2 separate regions of the Mus musculus genome follow, and region 1 is linked to region 2. Evidence: chromatin contacts called from public promoter capture Hi-C data. All regions are on one chromosome and are shown on one strand. Each heading gives the region's core, a stretch centred on a gene start, on an enhancer-like site or on the middle of the called end of the contact. The rest is flanking DNA. Distances are from core to core; before and after follow the strand shown. Region 1 has its middle 8.6 kb from the start of Gm32085. Region 2 overlaps Usp33 (ubiquitin specific peptidase 33).

The links. Capture Hi-C pulls out chosen DNA fragments and counts their contacts.
Region 1: a contact with region 2 is called in a promoter capture Hi-C map of pancreatic islet. The contact joins two enhancer-like sites. A contact is called at or near these places in 1 of 39 promoter capture datasets (hippocampal neurons), 1 of 484 Hi-C or Micro-C datasets (bone marrow-derived macrophages) and 3 of 9 other capture datasets (adipose tissue, liver and pancreatic islet).

Annotation. Positions count from the first base shown.
Region 1 is chr3:152,687,821-152,691,091 of GRCm38.p6, forward strand. No RefSeq gene overlaps it. Among named protein-coding and RNA genes, the nearest start is that of Gm32085, 8.6 kb to the right of the region's middle. Within about 2 kb of position 1,516, at least 8 of the 459 cell types and tissues checked have an H3K27ac peak or open chromatin away from gene starts, as enhancers often do. A contact at or near this core is called in pancreatic islet, where this site is marked.
Region 2 is chr3:152,361,511-152,364,457 of GRCm38.p6, forward strand. Usp33 (ubiquitin specific peptidase 33) reads left to right here. Exons shown (of 24, transcript NM_133247.3): 6 at 390-492; 7 at 2,468-2,537. Among named protein-coding and RNA genes, the nearest start is that of Usp33, 17 kb to the left of the region's middle. Within about 2 kb of position 1,436, at least 3 of the 459 cell types and tissues checked have an H3K27ac peak or open chromatin away from gene starts, as enhancers often do. A contact at or near this core is called in pancreatic islet, where this site is marked.

The DNA.
Region 1 (3,271 bases), core at 266-2,765, 330 kb after region 2:
GTATTCTGAATCCAAGTTTCTGATCATGCCCTGCGCCCCTACCCTTGTGAAGTCCTCTCTATTGTTGTGGTTAGAACATGGGTTTCCCTCCAAACAGCCCAGCAATGCTTAATCCCCACTGTGTGTGTTGAAACTTCACTCAGCAGTGGTGTTCAGACTTGGGATCTTAGGGAGGTGATGAAGGTTAGAGGCAGACATCAGGATAGAACACCTATGATTGACCACTGGTGGTTTTGTGGGATTAAAGATAGAGATTACAGACTACGAATACACTCTGTGTTTGTGCACCCTCCCAGGACTTCTTATCTTTTGATATGTGGTCTCTTGTACTAACTACCTTGGATTTCTTCTTTAACATAGGAAGCCAAGAAAGAAATGGCTCCCTGACATCTCCCTGACCTTGCCAAAAGAATATTGTCCGTGCACAATCCATATGATAAGCCGACTCCTCAACTGCTGGAAAATTTTGAAATTAAACAGCTGGGGAAAAAAGCCAGGCTATAACCTCTGCCACAAGGGAGTTTGTGTCTTCTAATATTTATTTCACTTCTGTGATTATTATTATATATATAAAGGATTAGAAGTTCTAATCTACTTGTCTGGAAAGATAATTTTAAGGGCAATTTATCATCTGGAGGAAAACAATAAATGCTTAATTTGATAGGACTTAATTCCTGGAAAATATTCCAAGTCTTGACTAAGACTGTTGGCAAGATAATCAATTACAAAACTTGTTTGGATTTCTTGCTTAAAATAGGAAATGAAATGATCATTTTAAAAGATTTTGTCTTATTTTTTATATGTATATATGAGTGTATGCCACATTTATGCAGGAGCCTGCAGAGACCAGAAGAGGACATTGGTGTCCCAGGCTGGAGATACAGGCGGCTGTGAGAACTGAACTCAGGCCCTCTGCCAAGGCAGCAAGGGATCTTAACCTCTGAGCAGTCTGTCCAGCCTCTCGACGGCTTGCTTTCTGAAATGCTGTCAAGGTATTTGTAATCGAGTTTAGGAATTTCCTTAAGATAGATTTAAAATGGATTTTTTTCATATAATAGATTCTGATTACAGTTTCCCCGCCCCAGATCCTGCCAGATTCTCCTTACTAACCTGCCCACCTAAATCCACACCTTTTGTTTCTCTCTCTCTCTCTCTCATTAGAATGCAAACAGCCATCTTAAAAAAAAATACGTTTTATCTATCCTCATTTTGCCACTAACTCAAATTTGTCAGTGTTACTAATGAGGACATAGTCTGTGTCATTTAGGGAATGCTTTTTAGTTTTTCTGTCCAAAACCAAAAAATAGCGTTTGAGCCAATTAAATTATTAGCTCTATATATCATGGTTGTTATTCAGTGAAGATATTTTTATGTCACATTAGGAAAAAGACCAAGAATTTCTGATGTCAACTTCACATTTTCTCACCCCTTGTCTCGCACCCTCGCCTCCCTAGCCTCTGCCTGGCTCCGGCCCCTGACACTGCATTGCACAGCGTGTTTCGAGATTGCTCCCCTGAGGTCTGTCTAAAGGATCAGTGAGTTTACAGCTTGTTTGCTTTGCCTTATTGTCATAGAAACTATTCTAGGTTTGGACTCTGCACTCAAGGCAAGTGCGTGAATGGATACGAAGGAAGGAGATCAATCCGGAGCAGCTCAAAGCAGAGGAGCCTTAAAGCTGGAATATTGAGTTCAGTTCTCACAGGTTTCTGAAGCCTGATTGTAGAGGCTTCAAATGGCATTGGGTCACCACCATCTAACTGTAAACTTCTACCCAACTGCTACCTAGCAACAGCTTACATCATCACCCGCCACCAGGTGGGTACAAGGCCTAAAAGAGGGACTGCTGTCTCTCTCTCTCCCTCTCTCTCTCTCTGTTTCTCTCTCTGTGTTTCTCTCTCTCTCTCTCTCTCTCTCTCTCTCTCTCTCTCTCTCTCTCTTTCTCTCTCCCTCCTCCCCTCCCTCCTCTTCCTTCTCCCTTCTGTCCTCTGTGTCCCCCTTGCTCTGCCTCTACCCCTTTCCCAGGTCCCCTTCCCTCCCTCCCCACAATAAACTTTCTTTATACTTGGCCTGTTGCAAGGTGTGATTGTTCAGGGGGTACCACAGCATGGGCACAGGAGGTACTCCCCGTGTTCCTGCCACAATTATACAGCATTACAAAAGACAACAAGGACATGTTAAAAGAGTCTTTTGAATTCCTGTTCAACCCAACAGCGCCAATATTAGTATGCTTACTAGATACAGCCAATGTACAGGTCTCCCCCAAAATAAAAATAGCCCCTAATAATAAAAGCTGAACATTTAAAAAGCATAATGAAGTAGTGCGCATTTCCATACGCTAAAACTCCTGATAAACTCCTCTGGGGAGAGGGCATGATGAAATAACGGATTGTCCTCTCTTGGTGAACTTACCCAGACTAATGCTACCTCAGTGTGGCAAGTGCGTCGTGATGACTTCTGTGGCCTGTGGGATGGAGACGCACCTGGACCGGCACGCTGGGCCCTGGGCCCTGGGAAGGCGCTCTTCGTCCTTCACACGCACGCACGCACGCTATGGCTTCTTGGCTCTTGTCTTTGCTGCAGCCCTGGAATTTTAGGCCCAACAACCCAGAGTTAAGCATAGGCCATGTTTTTGTTTGTTTTATCTACCGTGAGGGTTTGCTGGTCTCATGTTATATAAGTCAGTCACACGCCAACAGCAAGAACTTATCATCTTTTGTTAAAATTAACATCTTATGTCTAAAACTCCTCTACGGAGCAGGGCTCTTGTCCAACAGACAGACGAAAGCCTTCCACCGTTGGCTTTGAGGGCTGGCCCATCACTAACGGCAAAGATACTGACATGGCTAATTTCCTGTCCTTCATCTCTGCCCCTCAGCTTGCTCCCAGCTCCCTCCCCCACCCCCCGCCATATATTGTTCTTCAGGTGACCACTATATTTATAATGTCCATTGGCATGGTGAGATCTGTTTTTATTAAAAAGTTTCTGACAATTCATGCATGGCTGTACATATTGCTTGCAACCAACATGCAATAAGAATTACCCCGCTAAAATCTTACTTTGAGAAGCTCACAATGAACTAGACTAAAATTTACTTCATTTTTTACTCATATAATTTTTTTCATGTTTTGATGAAAAGAGACAGCGTAACTTAGCAGCTAAGAGGGCAAAAAGTCACTGCAACTCCCGGTGCCTTAATTTCCTCATCTGAATGACAGGGGTAAAATTGTATCACCTCAGAGGGCTGAGTGCTGGGGTAACCCGTGTGAAGCA
Region 2 (2,947 bases), core at 186-2,685:
ACCCAGGGAGCCTTCAGACCCCTATGCGCCGGGGTGGCAGCAGCTGAGAAAGAACAACCTGATGTAGGTGCTGGAGTAGAATTCGGGTCCCCGCATGCTCTCGGCACTAAGCCAGCGTCCTAGCCCTGCTGTTACGGTTGTTTTCTGAGCAGAGTTTCATGTAGCTCAGGCTGCCCTCTAACCTTTTACCAACCAGGACTGGACTTGAGCTGATCTTTTTGCCTGAGTGCTGGGGTTACAAACACGTGCCACTATGCTGGCCAGTTTCTGTTGTTACGGTAATATCTTTCAATATTCAATATGTGGTGTAAATGTTATGTAAGTTAAAATTAAAGTGTGTTTTGATAGCATAAGGATTTATTCGAGTTTGTTTTCTTTTTATTATTAAGGATTTTAAAATTCCCAGTAATCCAGCATTGAAAACCCCCATGGTTGCTGTGTCTGAAGATCTGGATATAGAAGTGGAAGAGGAAGACGAGCTGAAGGCTAGAGGTGGGCTCTTCTGTCAGTGCTCCTCTCTGCGGCCCTGCCCATTTGACTAGGAAGCTGCATAATGAGTAGTTCAAAACAGATGAGAGATGATAATTAAGGACAGAGCCCACAGACGTGATCTTGTAGACCAGCGTTTGCAGTAATTGCAAACTTGATTTGTCTGGTGTCACTTTGTCACAGCTGGACTCTCCCTTGTCTTCTGGGAGCCTTTAGCCGTTGACCTATTTTTGGGTTCTCACCTGCCAGGGAAGGGTTGCTAGGGTGATGTGAAGTCGGTACCTTGGCAGACTGCACGTCTTACCCAGCGCTGAGGAGGCTGAGGTCAGAGGTTAGCTTACACTGCTCTTATTTTACCTGCATCTATAAAAAGAAACGAAAAGAAAGGAAGACAAGAGTAAGGGGGCGGCATTATTTGGAAAAGGAGCCAGGCGGTTCCAGGGCTCCTCTTGACCTAGTCACTCAGAACTTTGAACTTCCACACTAGGAGGCAGTGGGACAGGATTTCCTGGTTTTTTTTTTTTTTTTTTTTTTTTTTGGTTGGTTTTTCGAGACAGGGTTTCTCTGTAGCCCTGGCTGTCCTGGAACTCACTCTGTAGACCAGGCTGGCCTTGAACTCAGAAATCTGCCTGCCTCTGCCTCCTGAGTGCTGGGATTAAAGGCGTGTGCTACCACGCCCAGCTGGTTTTCCTGTTCTCAAGGCTCACAGTACTTAATGTAAACTCTGAATGTTCCGCTAGTTGTTGGGACACAGGACCTGTGTGCATATTAGACAAGCACCCTTCTACTGAGCTGCAGTAGGGTTTTTTTAAGTTTATTTTTTAGGTTTTTTTGTTGTTGTTTTTCTTTGAAACAGAATTTCTCTATTACATACTTATAGCTGTCTTGGAACTTGCTGTGTAGACCAGACTGACTTTAAGCTCACAGAGATCTACTTGCCTCTGCTTCCCCAGTGATGGGATTAAAAGCGTGCGCCAAGGGGCTGGAGAGGCGGCTCAGCGGGTAAGAGCACCAACTGCCCTTCCCTGTCCTGAGATCAATTCCCAGCAAGCACATGGTGGCTCACCACCATCTGTAATGGGATCTGATGCCCTCTTATGGTGTGTCTGAAGAAAATTACAGTGTATTTATATACATTAAGTAAAAATAAATACATAAATAAATCTTTAAAAAAGTGTGCACCACCACACCTTGCTTATAATTCTAGTTTTGAGATATTTGTCATTGTTTCTATTTTGTTGTGTTGGGAGTTGTCAGTCTCTGTTTTCTCTCTTAATGATAGAGCAAACTGAGAAAAATAGAGTGCCAACCAACAGACGAGGTAAATGCAGCCTGTGGAAGGCACTGTGCTCCATGCCCATCACAGACGTCAGGCTGACTTCCCACTTGGGCTTTGGGCCAAATGAGAACTGTAATCTTAAGTCAGATTATTTAAAATATATTCTTAAACTGGTTGTGTCTCACTTTTAATCCAGTACTCGGGAGGCAGAGGCAGGCGGATCTCTGTGAGCTCAAGGTCAGCTGGTCTACAGATTGAGTTCCAGGACGTTAGTGCTACATAATGAGACCCTAGTCATTGTGACCACCCCATGTATTCTTTCTTACATAACAGTAGAAAAGGTTGTTTTTTAAGTGCAGATTTTTAGGTTAAATTAACAAACCCTTGAATTTATCTAAAGCTTAAAAATTTAGAGAGTGAGAAATTTCCAACAGTGTGGCCACTGAGTTGTTCAGGCGCTGCCCTGTGTCTCCATGTGTCTGTGTTTTTAATGTTGTTCCTGTACTGTGCCAGTGAATGTGTGTATGTTTGCCCACTAGGCATTGAATTCTGGGCTCTATGCACAGTATGCATATGCTCTGCTAGTGAACTATCAGCCCATTCTATAGCTTTAACTTTTGAAATTGTTCTTAATAAACACCAAACAAATTGAGTCATTCATGTTTTGCTGAATGGTGACTTAATATTTCTTTTTCACAGGCCTGACAGGTTTGAAAAACATTGGAAATACTTGTTATATGAACGCGGCGCTGCAGGCTCTTTCTAACTGGTAAGTAGTGAGACCAATACGGGTTTTCTTTCTTTTCTTCTCCCCACCCTCTCTCTCTCTCTGGCTGTCCTAGAACTTGCTTTGTAGACCATATTGGTCTTGAACTCAGAGATCCGACTGGCTATGCCTCCCAAGTACAGGAACTAAACATATACCCCACTCCACTCAGGTCGTGCATAGGTTTAGCTTAGATAGCTTGTTGCTATGGTAGGTGACTAACTCCCAGAGCAGAGAAGCAAGAACCTGGGTGAAGACATCTGCTGTCCCAGTGGGACTGCTGTGTATGCGTCTAAGTTTATTATTGATTTTTCTCTTGACAATGTTTTACTTTCACCAGGCTGGCCTGGAACTATGTAGCTGAGGATGGCCTTGAAAATCTGACCCTTCTGTTACCTCATTTCAAGTTAGAA